Linked DNA regions of Drosophila melanogaster: region 2 is linked to region 1. A link is a contact called in public Hi-C data. All regions are on one chromosome and are shown on one strand. Each heading gives the region's core, a stretch centred on a gene start, on an enhancer-like site or on the middle of the called end of the contact. The rest is flanking DNA. Distances are from core to core; before and after follow the strand shown.

What was found. Hi-C and Micro-C count contacts between places; a contact is called where the count stands out from the background.
Region 2: a Hi-C map of the Kc167 cell line shows a contact between it and region 1, with 2.0 times the contacts expected there. The contact joins the promoter of bur here to the promoter of CG15130 in region 1. A contact is called at or near these places in 2 of 107 Hi-C or Micro-C datasets (the Kc167 cell line and embryo).

The regions. Positions count from the first base shown.
Region 1 is chr2L:20,420,569-20,428,177 of dm6, reverse strand. CG15130 reads left to right here and starts at 3,518. Exons shown (of 3, transcript NM_136190.3): 1 at 3,518-3,690; 2 at 3,751-3,903; 3 at 4,905-5,072. The coding sequence starts at 3,579. The coding sequence ends at 4,993. Arpc2 (Actin-related protein 2/3 complex, subunit 2) reads right to left here. Exons shown (of 8, transcript NM_001299173.1): 3 at 7,589-7,609; 4 at 7,344-7,530; 5 at 7,061-7,281; 6 at 5,942-6,033; 7 at 5,767-5,876; 8 at 5,151-5,709. The coding sequence ends at 5,682. snoRNA:Psi18S-640e (a small nucleolar RNA gene) reads right to left here and starts at 7,027; the gene lies at 6,904-7,027. It overlaps snoRNA:Psi18S-525h (a small nucleolar RNA gene), which reads right to left and starts at 6,874; the gene lies at 6,740-6,874. It also overlaps snoRNA:Psi18S-640f, snoRNA:Psi18S-525i, snoRNA:Psi18S-640g, snoRNA:Psi18S-525j and a transcript of CG31688 not described here.
Region 2 is chr2L:21,174,985-21,182,593 of dm6, reverse strand. bur (burgundy) reads left to right here and starts at 2,911. Exons shown (of 10, transcript NM_001299191.1): 1 at 2,911-3,264; 2 at 4,916-5,023; 3 at 5,085-5,389; 4 at 5,623-5,923; 5 at 5,989-6,085; 6 at 6,218-6,587; 7 at 6,661-6,853; 8 at 6,913-7,314; 9 at 7,370-7,561. The coding sequence starts at 4,934. Mcm10 (Minichromosome maintenance 10) reads right to left here and starts at 2,661. Exons shown (of 2, transcript NM_136253.4): 1 at 1,402-2,661; 2 at 1-1,341. The coding sequence starts at 2,563. The coding sequence ends at 173. It overlaps Ret (Ret oncogene), which reads left to right. Exons shown (of 7, transcript NM_165359.2): 7 at 1-148. scaRNA:PsiU2-38.40.42 (small Cajal body-specific RNA : PsiU2-38.40.42) reads left to right here and starts at 5,418; the gene lies at 5,418-5,554. It also overlaps asRNA:CR44911.

The DNA.
Region 1 (7,609 bases), core at 2,269-4,768:
TACACCAAAGTCCATTAGGCCAAATAAAATCGCATAGCATGTCCAACTTGAGTAGTAGTTTAATATTTTTAAGTAATCCCTAGTTGAAATCAGCATAGGTGGCATTATTGAACAGAATTAATGAAATATAAAATCTTTCACTTCTACTACTTAATTCTTTAGTTAAAACACATTATATACTATAACAATATAGAAGATTATTTCCATTTACAAAATCAGAAAGCTTAAGCAACAAAAAGGTACCACATTTTTCTAATTTACATTTAGGTTTAGTATTCTATTTTTAAGCCCACATATAAACTGTAATCAAGCACTTACAAATAAAAGAGTTGGATATTATATATTATATGCCTGGTTCTGCTGGTTAAACCGAACTTTGTTGGCCTTCTGATAAGCAAAAACCTATCGAAACTATCGTGGACTTTGCGATAATTTTGCAATGCATTTAAAATTCAAGAAAAATCAAAATAATGCAACTTAAATAATGGTAAATACTCAATAATTAGACCTCACGAGGAGGAAACCGCATTGCATGGCTAGCTACACCCCTTCGAAGCGCTACCAATCGAATATCGATTATTTGGCGGCGATAGGCGTGCAACGTTTGGCGGTCAAAACAAAAGCGCTCGTATGTGCATTCTATGGGTTTTGATTGGCTTTATGTTTGGCGTGTGTGGCTCGAACAAACGAAAAGCGGTGCTTACTTTGCTGATTTGGTGATTAATATTGATTTGTGGATAATATGCGTCTAATTGCAGTGGCGCTTGCAGGTAGGTGCTGGAGATTCTTGGACTTTGATCTTTGTCTGAATCTGTATCTGAATCTGAATCGCTATCTAAATCTGAATCTGAGTCAGATTTGTGGGGATTCACAGCGTGGGTGGGCGCGAAGTAGGCTGGTGGAGGTGCTGACGCTGCTGCTGCTGCCCGGGAATATAGCTATTGCCAACCCCGGATTCGCCGGAGTTGGTGCCGGAAGCGGAGACGGAATCGGTTATGGAATCGGTCTTGGAACTGGAGCCGGAGTCGAGATCTCTGGGCATTTTGGGGCCTAAGTTGTTGCCTTCCTCTTGCGGGCAAACAACGAAGTGGCAACAAAAACAAGAACTACGAATCGCCTCCGAATATAACGTCTGTCGTTACACTCGTTACTCGTATTCGTTTTCCTTTTCTTTTTCCTCTTTTTTTTATGTGGCCAATTCACAGAATGTACATTTTTTACACCTTTCACACACACCCACGCACTTTACGCACACGCTCGCACATTTTGGCCCGATTTTTCGCACACAGCAAGTTGAGCAATTTGTTGTACTTTCTGATTTATTTTATACGCGACTATTGGAGGTGCATATGCATATGCATATGCATATATGTATGTATGTATGTACATATAGGTTTTTACTCGACCCTCTTCGATTTTCGTTCAACAGATTTCTGATTGGGAATTTTTCAGCTGCACGACGTTACCGTTACCAAATGGGCGACTCCTCCCATTCGGAGCCACATGGGCACAGTTCTGCTGCATGGGGCACGCTTTTTTCACAGCTACACAGCGACTCCTTGCGAAGGGGCGTGTCGGGGTCTTCCGGGGGGCTGCGGGCCCAATTCTTATGGCCTTTCGCCTTGTCTCTGCCTCGTTTTTCAATAAAACTTCATGGCCCTATTACATATGTACTCCGCACACTCACACACACTCGGAACTGGCACTCACTAGCACACACACACTGGCACTGGCCCGAGCCCGACTCAATTCGATTTCGCCTCGATTCGATCCGAAGGATAATGCCACAGCGCGGATATATGATCCATCCGATTCGCAATATAATCGCCCCTCGGTTTCGATTTTCCCCCAGTGTTCCTCTGCTTGGGTTGGCTGCGCTCTGCTTTTTTCAGCAACTACTTTCTAAATTTTCTCTGCATGCCTTTTCTGCGACGAGCGCCACCGATGTGCCACCGAACGAGAGCCTGAACTGAAACTGATTCGGGATAGCACACAGCACACATTTTGTTGAATGAGTAGGTGAATGAGTGCTGCCCCAACTCGCTGGGGCGACACTGAGTGCTCCTGCGCAAGCGCCTCAATCCCAGCGAGTGCCATTTTGGGGTCCATTGTGAACGGTTCGGCCAATGCCATCGCGAGTTTCGTCCTTCCAGGTGGCGCCACCTTTCGATAAGCACTACGCGGTTCTTTAAAACTAAGTTTAGAGTTTCGAAACGTATGTACCTAATGGGCTAAGTTAACACCTCAATAAATGTTTTGATCAAACGATTACTTCCAGGAAAACTCTCATTCAGTGAATAAAAAAAGTGGTAGATGGTGTAGATGGTACTGGCAAGTGGGCACCCTTCTCGGCCTGCTCGCACACCATATCGTCCTCATCATGGATGCTAATGGATCTAGAAGCATCATCGAACTCCGTTTTATATCCGATCAGGAAAATTATGAACAATTTTGCCAGACATCCGATTGCAGTATCCGCTAAAGTTGCGGTTAATTGTGATTTACTCTTATTTACTTAAGATTTAATAATATTATTAAAATTCGCCATCACAAAACAACTATAAGTAAGCCAGCAGACTTTCCTCAGTGGCTTCATAACAATTGTTTATCTGGAAGACGTATATAAAGGGACAAAAGGACCACGTCCCCTCAGTCTGATTGAGTAATTGCAGTCACACATAAGACCGGACGCCAATTCCTTCATTCTACAGTCATTAGGCCATATTCCGGCGCCTCCAAATCCCGCCCAGACCTTAGTAGTTAGCATCTCAGCGAGCGCGGAAAGTAACAAAACCAATTGGGTGTGACCAGCAGGTGACCATGCCCGTTTAACTAACCACTTGCATGTTGTCCTTTGTTGGGGGAGGACTGTCCTGGCCCCGCGATTCCCCGCTGTTGCGCCCCCGATCCTTGCGGTATGTAAAGTGAGTGGGTCTTTATCCTGAGGCATGCGGCACCGCACCCATTTTCTTGGACTCGAGTCGAGTTTGTTGTCATTTTAGCATTCATATTCACAATGTACCAGGGACGGATTTTTACAAAGGAGGTTGAGTTTGTTCATAATACTTTATACAGATATTTAGGAACTGTATAATTTTACCACTTTAAAATCAAATGAAGGTTTTTAAAAAAGGTTTTTATCGTTTTTTCCAAATATACCTTATGTTCAGAACATGAACTTGTTAGTTGTTAAGGACTAACTATTGCAAGTTTCGTAAGGACAAAGGTGTTCCAGATTCCTCCATCCGAAGCAATCCTGCCCTGTGTCTAGTAAAATATCTATCATTGCCTTTTCTAGTTTCAGGCTTCATTTGTCCACAGGAGGGGATGGCTCCATTGTTTGTTATTTTACAAGTTAGCCATTTTGCCGCCACATGGATACACCCCGCGAATTATTTTTCCAGAAGGAAGGGAGTGTGTTGGGCCGCGCCTCCCTTACCAACTTATTTGGTGGGACAGGCCAGTTCGGACCAGTTCCTGGGCCAGCAGTAGGAACTGGATTGGCCAGGCAGCCGGACGTGTTTTGGGAGCAGCTCCGCGGTTCCAGCACCTGACAGAGCTCACAAACCAAGCGGAAAATGGATGACGATTCGGATATCTTCGATGAAATGTGGCTGGAAAGTGTGGTCATAGCGGGCTTCCGAGTGTGGCACATTATCGCCGCCGTTCTGGGTGTCCTCCTCCTAATAAGTGAGTACATCATAGCTGTAGCTTCGGTCTGGACACAGTTTAATCGAATCATTGCCGCAGTGATTATGGTATGCTGCTGCATTCGCTTCCGTATACCGCGCACCAAGCAGGAAATCGAGGCGGACTACCAGCGCAAGCAGATCACAAAGAAGTTCCGCGAGAAGCTGCAGCAGATCAAGAACTCCGAAATGGACGACATGGACCTGCAGAAGGGTGAGAAAGTGGCTCCGCCATCTCATTACCCCCGCTCATACATACACATCGCGTAGAAAACCTGTGTACCAACTGCCCCACTTTCGCTGTCACCCTAATGCGAGCCAAGCCCTTTTCCTGTCTGGAGCTCCTCCTACCCATCCTCACTATCCCGCCCATCCACCACCCACCTCCCACACGAGTTCACGCATTTGTATATATACAAAATGATAAACGACTCCTCCAGCTGACTCCTCTTGTCGCACGCTAGTTACCTCACACTGAGAAAAATTCTTTCTGAAGTTTTTGAATGTGAAGGGATTTCTTATAGAGAGATGCTAGTCAGCTGAATAATTAGGTGTCTAAATAACTTGTTAATTGTAGTATTTTATGGCATTACAACCATTTAAGATAAGTTCCGAACCACAATTGGACGAAAAGCACTTCTGTTTTCCAATCTTGATAGCAAATTTATAAAAAGGGGCTTAAAATAACATAAACGGAAAAGTAGTAGCTTGCGATACAAAACTTTGATCTTCAGTTATCCCACCAGTAATCAATTTAATTTCGACTGAAATGGTTTTTTAATATTGTTACGTTATTTTAAAATATTTCAAATTCAAAATATTCACTCTCAGTTATCTTCTTCTAATAGAATAATAATCAAAATTGCATTTCAAGTCAGTATCTTCTTGAGTTTTGGACTTGTTCCAAATTTATGAGAACTCTTCGCATGCTTGGAACGAATTTTTCCCAGTGTTAAGCGATTTACTCACTTATTCTATCCATCTCGCCCTGCCGCTTCTCTATCACAGCACTTGCTTATATCAAATTGGAACAGTACGATGATCCCTAGGGGCTCTGTAAATTCACCCGCACCCTGTACAAACTATCGGAAGTACTTAAGCAGTAAACTCTCTATCGCAATGAACACTGCCACTGTAAGTAAGTAGCACATCTCAATAGTAACAGTCAAAGCGCTCCTCAGTCCCAACTTAGTTTACCCAACACATTTCTTTCAGTGTGTGCCCGCATCCAGAGCGACTATCTCAACTTCCAGGTCAGCATGGAGAGCATGAACGCGAAGCAGAATGTTAAGTTTAAGATCTAAGTGCCTGTTATAGTATTGTGCAGCGGAGATGGTATACCTAAGCGAAATATTAGTAACATTTAAGACATTATGTGCAATTAAAAGCTAATAAGCTAGAAAATAAAGTGTATTCGAGCGTCTGCAGCTAGCTAGAGATTAAAAGAGTGTCCCTTTTTTTATTTTACATTGCAGTTTGATTTTCTCGTTTTTATTAATTCCGATTGCTGTATCAAAGGTTTGTTAATATTTGCAGTACGTTTTTAAATGCGCTTTCTACACATACAGGCTAATTGCGGGGATGAATCCTCCATTGCGACTATATAACAAGTTGGTGGCATCCCTTAGTCGTGTTGCTCGCTTTGACATGGTAGTTTTAGTTCTCATGTTGCACTTAAGTCTACGTTTATTTGTTTAAAATGCGGCTCAGCTGTGGCGCTGACTCGGCCTATGACTGTAACAAATTGGCGGAGACACGGATTTGACGATGACTCGACACAAACACACACAATTCATTTACTAACGCGTAACTATTAATTCTTTGATCATTATTTTGCTGAGCTTACATTTAGCCTTACGGTTCTGTTTGGAATACTTGGGTTTGTCTTGCAATCTGGTTTAGTTTATGTTGGATTCACCATTCGGATATCGAATTTTAATACACAATTTATTTTTTGTATTTATATAAAAACAACTAAATATACTGAACACATCAATCGATGCGCTTGAAAGTTCTCCCCCTGCAAAAAGAACACGAGTTAGTAATCAGAATTCGTTATGGAAAGTCCAATGCTCACGTTATAGTTTTCTTCTCCGTGTTTTTGGGCTCTGGCCTTGCACGATTTAGCACCTTGAGGAAATCCGAGGTTTTTGCTCGCATGCGCGAATGAATGTAAGCCTTTGAACACTGCTCAAAAATGCATATTTCAAATATATAAAAGATATTTTTGCATAGCTGCATACAACACTTACCTTAATGTGGTAGTGCAAGTAATCTCGGAACATGTGAATTAAGTTAATGGTATTGTCCCTTGTTTCTTTGTTGGTATGCCGAGGGAAGAGTACTGCAAAAAACAAGTATGAGTCGTTACTATTTTGTTTCTTTTGGATATTTCAAAGTGTAACATCGGTTCAATTCTAAGAAGTACTGTACACAAACACAAGTCATCTGCGATAATATGATTGATTATTCAGGATGCCGTTCGTCTACTTATTTAATATTGGAGCATTAGAGACACAAATTGAAGGAAGGTATACAAAATATGCCACTTTAACTCCATTGGGATTACATTAGCTGTGCACTGTGCACCAAAGAAATCATCCAAGGAAATATAAGACTGCTTCGGATGATTCGATCGAATATATTGATTTTGGAGCATTGTAGACACGAAAACGATAATATTGTTAACATGTAAACTTTGTCTCCATTTAAAAAAGGCAGTCTAAGATATTCTTTTACTGTACACAAACACAAGTCATCTGCTATAATATGATTGATTATTCAGGATGCCGATTGTCTATTTATTTAATATTGGAGCTTTAGAGACACAGATTTAGGGTAAGTATTAAAAATATGCCACTTTAACTCCATATGGAATATACTGACATTTTTGTAACGAAAGAAATCATCCAAGGAAATATAAGACTGCTTTGGATAATTGGATCGGATATTGATTTCGGAGCATTGTAGACATAAAAACGATAATACTGTTAAAATGTAAACTTTGTCTCCACTGAACAATTCAGCTTGGGGATTCTGGGTTGGTGTGTTACTGTACACAAACACAAGTCATCTGCTATAATATGATTGATTATTCAGGATGCCGTTCGCATATCTTGTTGATATTGGAGCATTTGAGACACAATTCAAATTGTAATTTAAAACATGCCACTTTGACTCCACAGGTGACTTTAATGCATTATTGTGCGCGGAAGTATTTATCATTGGATATATTTATAAACTAGAATGTTCAAGATGATTTTAACGATACTATTTATATGGAGCCTTGTAGACATGGAAAAGACAAATGCACTTTAACGTGTAAACTTTGGCTCCACAGCACATGGTTTACCATTCAACCTTTAACATACCGAATGTGACATAGCCAATGTTGTCGCCCACCCTAGCGTCCGTGTTGGCCAATTCCAATGGTGGTTCTCGGTGCGAAAAGAGCACTTGTGGTGCGGTGTGCGAGGCACGCCGACCTTCCCTCAATTCCTGCATAAATACTTTGCCGATAATGACATCGTCTTCGTCCCGGAAAATGGTACTAAAGACGACGGTGACACGATCAGGCTTGGCTTCCACATATCTGCAAATCGATTGTAGATTGTCAGCGCTTGGACGAGTCAAAAACATATTTTTCTGACTTACAAAGTCTCATCGTTGCGGTAGTTAATGACGGCACGCTTTTGGCCCTCTTCGCCCTGCTCCTGATAGTCAAAATACTTTTCAAAAACCGATGCGAAACAGTTGCGCTTCAGCAGTCCGATTCTCTTTGCGATTTGCTCGCAGTCCTCGGGAATCTCCTCCAGGTTGATAAGTACGGAAACATTGTAGCCTGCAATTAGACGAGAGTAATTAACTTCTTTAAATGCCGAACTTAAACACGAACGTACCTTCTTCCGTGTCTGTAAGCA
Region 2 (7,609 bases), core at 1,662-4,161, 760 kb before region 1:
TCTAGATATTTAGGTATTCGAACCAATGTACTTATTTATCGATGACTTTTATGACTTTAATGAATGTAAATACTTGCATCTACTGCATATGTTTAAATTAACTTTTAAAAATTATTTGAAATAATATAAAATAAAATAAACCAAATATAACAGATAGCGGCCAATTGGGGCATCACTCTTCATCGGGTACCAGCAAGTTGAGATTAGCACTGCCTGCTAGGCAGCCCATAAAGGTTTCCTCGTCTCCTCTCACGGATAGAGTTTCTCTACCAGTCAGTATCTTTTTCTCCCGTATCATAGCCGTCCTTTGCCATCGCGACCCCTTGCAATTCTTACAGCTCTGTTTGGGCAACTTGAATACGGTAGTAGTTCGATTTCCGCAGTCTTTGCACTGAAAGAATCGCTTTTCAGCATCGACCACCTTTAAGGGGTGCTTCTGCTCCTTGCAGCGATCGGAAGCGGAAAAGGCTGTGTACTTGCACACCTGGCAGATGACGGCCTTGCATGGCATCTTGTATGTGGTCAGCATCTTCTCTTCCATCGCTTCCTTGCGTTCAAGCTTGTTAAAGTACTCTTCCTGCGCTTCGCGCTCTCGCATTTCCACGAGATTCGTATGCGATGAGGTGGCTGCCATTATTTTTTCGATTCTTGATTTGCGCATTAACTCCCGATCGTCCTCATCAATTTTTTGTCGCTTGGCGCTGCTAGAGAACTTCTCGTTGAGTTCATCGATGGCTCTTCTCTTCCCACTTTCACTGCCTCGTGTGGAGTTGGGGTTGATCTTCTCCAGTGGCTTCTTCTTCAGCAGGGCAGCTGCTTTCAGCTTAGCATTTTGTGCCTGGCGAGATCCTACATTGATTTCAAAGGAAAAGTTCTCGCTACCGGAAAGCTTGGGCGTTAAACTGGCATCAAAGGAGAAGCCTCGATTTTTGAATTTATCTGGAACAGGTGTAGTGGGCATACTGACAGCGGGTGTGCCTGCTTCAGATTCTTTTTTGTTATCACTTCCCAAGACATGGCCCTCCGCCTGCTTCTTTTTTTCAAAGCGCTCATTTTCCTCTTTAAGCAGACGCAACCGCTCTAGATCTTGGACTCTCTGTTTCCTAGACGCTTCCACACCACCAGCCAAACGGGAAACAGGACCGCCACGTTCTGCATATGGAATTTTAGTGGGTTCGGCTGTTTTGGGCTTTGAGGTGTGGTTAGCGGTATGGGCGAAGGGGGAAACATCATAGCCAGCCAGCATACTCAGACGATCACGTTCCTTGGTGATTAACTTGGCACTTTTTCTTGCGGGAACTGCAGTAAATGTTTGGCCGCCGTAAAATACCTCGTTTTTGCCTTAACATAAAGAAAAAACTAAGTTATATTGAGTTTTCTTCAAAATCAAAGTCTACCTACCCAAAACCTTGTTTCTTAGTTCATTGATACCACGACCTGCGGTCGCCGATTGCAGTTCAGAACGTCGGGACATCTTGCCATATTCCTGCTTTACATGAAAAATGCAATAATCACAGTCGGTTAGGTTAACCACCGAAGTGCACTTGTCCCCATTTTTTTTGGTGGCCCGACATGTGCCCAAATCTTTGGATTGACCCAGGATCATGACTTTCTGGGAGCTATCGATGGATAGGCAGGCCACATCGGAGCTTCCCGCTCTCCTCTCGAAAATAGTTGGATTCAACACAGCCAAGCACAGACCCTCCGCTGTTTTCCACAGGGATTTGTGGGCCTCTTTAAAAAGGAAAAGTGAGATCGTTTTAACCTCTCCCCGTAGATCGGATAGTTTCCACGTGGAGTAGGGATCACCCTTCTTGGTGTTTTTTACAGGATTTTTGGAAACCAGCGCGCCAGCAATGACCCAATCTTTGGCCAAATCGCCTCGCTCGATGTGATACGCAACGCCTGAGAAGGGCACAGGTTTCCTGCCCGTCATGCGCTCCTGCAGCAGTGAGCTGGAGACTAGCGGATTGATCATGCGCAGTCCGAAGACTGGATCCGTAAAAACAGCAGATACGGGAGCACTTGACTGGGATGTAGATGCCACGGCGGCAGCGACTGGCGGAGGACGTTGAAACGTGGTGCTCACCGCCGATTGCCGTTTAATAGGATTATGCGGATTTTTCAGGGGTTGCGGGGTGGATGTAACCACGTGGATAGACTTCTTAAGCTCCTGATCCACCTCCCTCGCCACCTTGGACTCGTAGGCGTTCTCCTGCTGCTGCTTCAGTCTCTTGTTTATATCACTGCCGTACTCATTGTACTTTCGTTCCAGGAAGTTCTTTACCTCCTCGTCGTCGGACGAGTCCAGCTCTGGTTCCTTAATGATAGCAGCATTCTTCTGCTTTTCCGGTTTCACGATCTTCTCGAAGGTGAAGGCATTAGCAAAACTGTTGTCTTCTCGTAGTTTTGGCACCAAAATGGGTGCGGTGGGTTTTGCTTTTTCTGACTCTGCAGATTTTGTATTTTCGTTTTCTGCTGCACCCAGTAGTTTTTCCAGAGCCAGTATTTCCTCCTCATCATCGATACTAATATCTGTTCCGGATTTCTGAGCAGGACCCATTTCATTTGGGTAGATTTGTATTTTCACGTGTTCTCGTGTTTTTTCTTGGTTTTCTAAATAAGCGCAATAACATATCTGTTTTGGCGGGCTCAGTGTGACCGGGTAATGTATATGGTTCTACAAAAAGTGCTCGTTTGTCAACACTGTACAAACAGATTATAATTTTAATTATAATTCATTATTTAAAAGAATACTTAAGCACTCCTAATAAAGAAGTAATGTAATGTTATTAAGGAATTTTCATTGTTTTCGAAATAAATATAAATTTATTTATTTGGTAAATATTAATACCAAAAACGTTCACAGCTGGTATTTTTCGTTTGCAGCACAGCTGGATTTTTCCCAAATCCGAAATATGGTCATCCGCTCGTCAATAAGTCATCTTTCGGCTTTAATTCGCGAAAAAACTGCAGGAAATCCAAAAGGAAAGTCCCTGGAAGCGGCCATAATAACGCAGCCGTGAAAATCACAGGGATTTCATCGCCAGCTGTGTCGAGCAGCCCTGGATACGCGGAAAAGAAGCTGCAGCAGCCGAAGAAATTTTGAGTGTGTGCGTGAGGAAGGAAAACGGGGGACCGCAAACAACGGATCGCGAATTTCGTCTTAAGACAAAGTCTTGCGCTGCTTGTCACGGTATTCCACGGCCTTGCCGACGGACTTCCCGGTTCTGGAAAACCGCAGCCAGGCTAAAACGAGAGAAGGTGAGAGTCGCAATATGGCGAAAAAGATCCCCGATCCCAGCCAAATCGCCATGCGGTGCTGCTCCGCCCACAATTCCGCACCCCGCCCGTTGAATTCGCAAATTAGCTTCAACCGCATTTGCCTTTGCTTTTGTTGCGATTTTTTGTTCTCCGCATTTGCAATTTTTTAAATGTTTTGCAAATATATCCCGTGGCCATTTTGTGGTTATAAGCGCCGCTTGTTGGCGGCTCCACGTGTGTAAGTGTGCGTGCCTTCTGCATGTGTATTAAATTACAACCACGCGGCCGCCCTCTTTAGTTGTTGTTGCTGTGGTTTGTGCCGTTTCTGATAACCTCTTGCATGTTGTTATCAAAAATGAGAGAGAGCCAAAGGAGGAGCACGGCTTACATCACAGACATCGCATCGCTTCAGTGACCTAATGCACTCCTAACCTTCGGAGAGGCTTTTCATATTGCTGCTGCTGCGTTTTTACACACTTCAAGAGAAAATAAATGGCAAACAAGAAGACTTGCTACCGTCGATTTGTCTCCTGGATTGTTGTTGTTTATTTTTGTTTTCTATTTTACTTGTGCACTTTTCAGCTCTGTTTTCGTTTACCTGCCATTTTTCTCCGCTCATCTTTCGCTCTCTCTCGCTTCCGCTGCCACTCTCCTCTTAGTATTTTCGCCTGTCATCTGGCGGTCAGTAGCCGGCGCCCTCCCCCCTGACCCCATCACCATTACGTTCCGTTTCCTCCTCACATCCTCATCCTCATGCATCGAAATTTGTATTTTAAAATATATGTACTAAGTCGCCGATTACTTCGGGAATTCGAAAAGCATGTTCCTGACCTGCTGTTTTTCTAAATTCTTTGATGGGACAAATGTGTCTATAAAATTAAATGTTAACTTCCATGCTTTGATAATCTACTTTAGTATGTAGAAGTATATAGCATTGACAGATACTCCTGGCACAAAAATTCGTTTTTCATGTTGTTAATCCAAATTCAGTCTGTTGACCAAAATTATACAAAAATTATATCTATTTAATATTATTTTAAAAAACCAAACTATGATCATTTGGAGCACTTTTTCCTATGGTATCTATGATTTTATGCTGGCTGTGAATACACTCTGTCTTAAATTCTAACCACGGTTAAATAAACAGGTATTATTAAGATTAAGTTATAGGCTTATTCATATACGTAAATGTTTTATATTTGGTCAAATAAATAATACCCACAGAACGTAATCGTCGCGATGCACAGCGAATCATTTTTGGTAGGCGTCTCTCGGCCTTGTTTTTCGTCGCTTGTAAATTTCTTTCCACATTGCACAAATCATCTTTCTGTGACAAGAAAATATTTGCCAATGTTTATTGTCTATCGTAGAGCGTCCTGGCCAGCTGCATGTTGAATGTTTCTGCGAGTGCTCCACAAGATATTGCCGGTATGTGAGCCTTCTGTACCACAAATCTCAATCTCCGCGATTGCCCCAATCCGAAACCTATTTTCCCCACCTCCTAGCCAGCTTTTAGCCTTGTTTCTGTAGCGTCGATTGCAGCCACAATTGGAGTATAAATAAGCAGCAGAAGCGCGTTTACCAGCCAGTCGAGATTCGGTGTTTGTTTCTGCGATTGCTTGACTGACACTCAAATCTTTGCTCTTTTCAGTGCTGCAACGATAAAGAAATGAACTCAAACATTTTTCTGGGCACAGCAGAGAATGGCCTGCGGCATGATAAGATTGTTATACTTGATGCGGGAGCACAGTACGGCAAGGTAAGCTTAAAACCAAGAGTAGTTTTAACCTCTTCTTAAAATGGTCCTGGTTTCTCCGCAGGTTATCGACCGTAAGGTACGCGAACTCTTCGTTGAGACGGATATCCTTCCTCTGGATACGCCAGCTGCCACGATACGCAACAATGGCTATCGAGGCATCATCATCTCCGGCGGACCCAACTCAGTCTACGCTGAGGATGCGCCCAGCTATGATCCCGATCTGTTCAAGCTAAAAATACCTATGCTGGGCATCTGCTACGGCATGCAGCTAATCAACAAAGAGTTCGGGGGCACAGTGCTCAAGAAGGATGTTCGAGAGGATGGCCAACAAAATATCGAGATCGAGACCTCGTGCCCGCTCTTTAGGTGAGCCAGGAAATATTGATTCCCAAAACAAGCAGCAACAAGAAAGTGCTTAGGCTTAAATGCGTTTACCTAAGCGCTGATACAATGCTGCCAGAACAATTTTAAAGCCAAGAACAGTTTAGTTTAGAGTAGTTTATAAACTGATCTACACGTGGCCTAACATATTATCTATCATTACCATTAATTATTCTAATACATGCAATTAACAAACATAACATCTTCGTTTCCCGCAGTCGCCTCAGTCGCACACAGTCCGTGCTGTTAACCCACGGAGATAGCGTTGAGAGGGTAGGCGAGAATCTGAAGATTGGTGGCTGGTCTACAAACCGCATTGTGACAGCCATTTACAATGAAGTACTACGCATCTACGGCGTACAGTTCCATCCTGAGGTGGACCTCACTATCAATGGCAAACAGATGCTATCGAACTTCCTGTACGAAATCTGCGAACTGACACCTAACTTTACCATGGGTAGTCGAAAGGAGGAGTGCATACGCTATATCCGTGAGAAAGTGGGCAACAATAAGGTGTTGGTGAGTTTGGGAAAATAAATTTTCAATCAAGACATGAATATCTCAATACAATCTACATTTTACAGCTCCTGGTCAGCGGCGGCGTGGATTCGAGTGTCTGTGCAGCTTTGCTCCGCCGTGCTTTGTACCCTCATCAGATAATTGCCGTGCATGTAGATAATGGTATGACAGTAGACAGATTAGCGAAATTTATTCATTTATATTTTTTCTACGTCAAATAATTCATTAACTCGGTGAATACCGAATTTATATCATTTGTACTTTAAAACCTAATATTTTATCCCTTACTTCAAGGTTTCATGCGCAAGAAGGAAAGTGAAAAGGTGGAGCGTTCACTGCGCGATATTGGCATTGATTTAATCGTCCGAAAAGAAGGCTACACGTTCCTTAAAGGCACCACGCAGGTCAAGAGGCCCGGACAGTACTCCGTGGTGGAAACGCCGATGTTATGTCAGACATACAATCCGGAGGAAAAACGCAAGATAATTGGTGATATATTCGTCAAGGTGACCAATGATGTAGTAGCCGAATTGAAACTAAAGCCCGAAGAAGTTATGTTGGCCCAGGGAACCCTCCGACCAGATCTGATCGAGTCCGCCTCTAGCATGGTGAGCACGAATGCAGAAACAATCAAAACGCACCACAATGACACGGATCTGATCAGGTAAAAAAGCAAAAGTCTAAATTCCTAACCAAATTTTAGTGATCAGCTTATTTTTTGTAATTCATTTCTTCAGAGAGCTTCGTAACGCAGGACGTGTGGTTGAGCCCCTTTGCGACTTTCATAAGGATGAAGTGCGCGACCTTGGCAATGATCTTGGCCTGCCTCAAGAGCTTGTGGAGAGGCAACCCTTTCCGGGTCCTGGCCTGGCAATCCGCGTCCTTTGCGCTGAGGAGGCATACATGGAAAAGGACTACTCAGAAACTCAGGCATGTTAACAATTAATTGCTGTCAAAGTTATTATAATAAATATACTATTTAATTGTAGGTTATTATCCGCGTGATTGTAGACTACAAGAATAAACTGCAGAAGAACCATGCTTTGATCAACCGCGTAACGGCGGCCACGAGCGAGGCGGAACAGAAAGACCTTATGCGTATCTCATCGAACTCGCAGATCCAGGCAACTTTGCTGCCCATCCGATCAGTGGGCGTGCAAGGTGATAAACGGTCATATAGCTACGTAGTAGGCCTATCCACGAGCCAGGAGCCCAACTGGCAGGATCTTCTCTTCCTCGCCAAAATCATACCGCGAATTCTGCACAACGTGAACAGGGTGTGCTATATCTTCGGCGAACCCGTACAGTATCTAGTGACGGATATTACGCACACCACACTGAATACTGTAGTTCTTTCGCAGCTGAGGCAAGCCGATGATATTGCCAATGAAGTAAGTGGATTTGTCATAGAAATAAATAAAATGTATTATATCATAACCGTTTTAGATCATAATGCAAGCTGGACTATACCGGAAGATCTCGCAGATGCCTGTTGTTCTCATACCCGTGCACTTTGACCGCGATCCCATTAACCGCACACCCTCGTGCAGAAGGTCGGTAGTGCTGCGTCCGTTCATAACGAACGACTTTATGACTGGTGTGCCGGCTGAGCCCGGATCCGTGCAAATGCCTTTGCAAGTGAGTCAGTTTTCAATCTTTCTGAAAAATGTATATTTAATCTTTTCC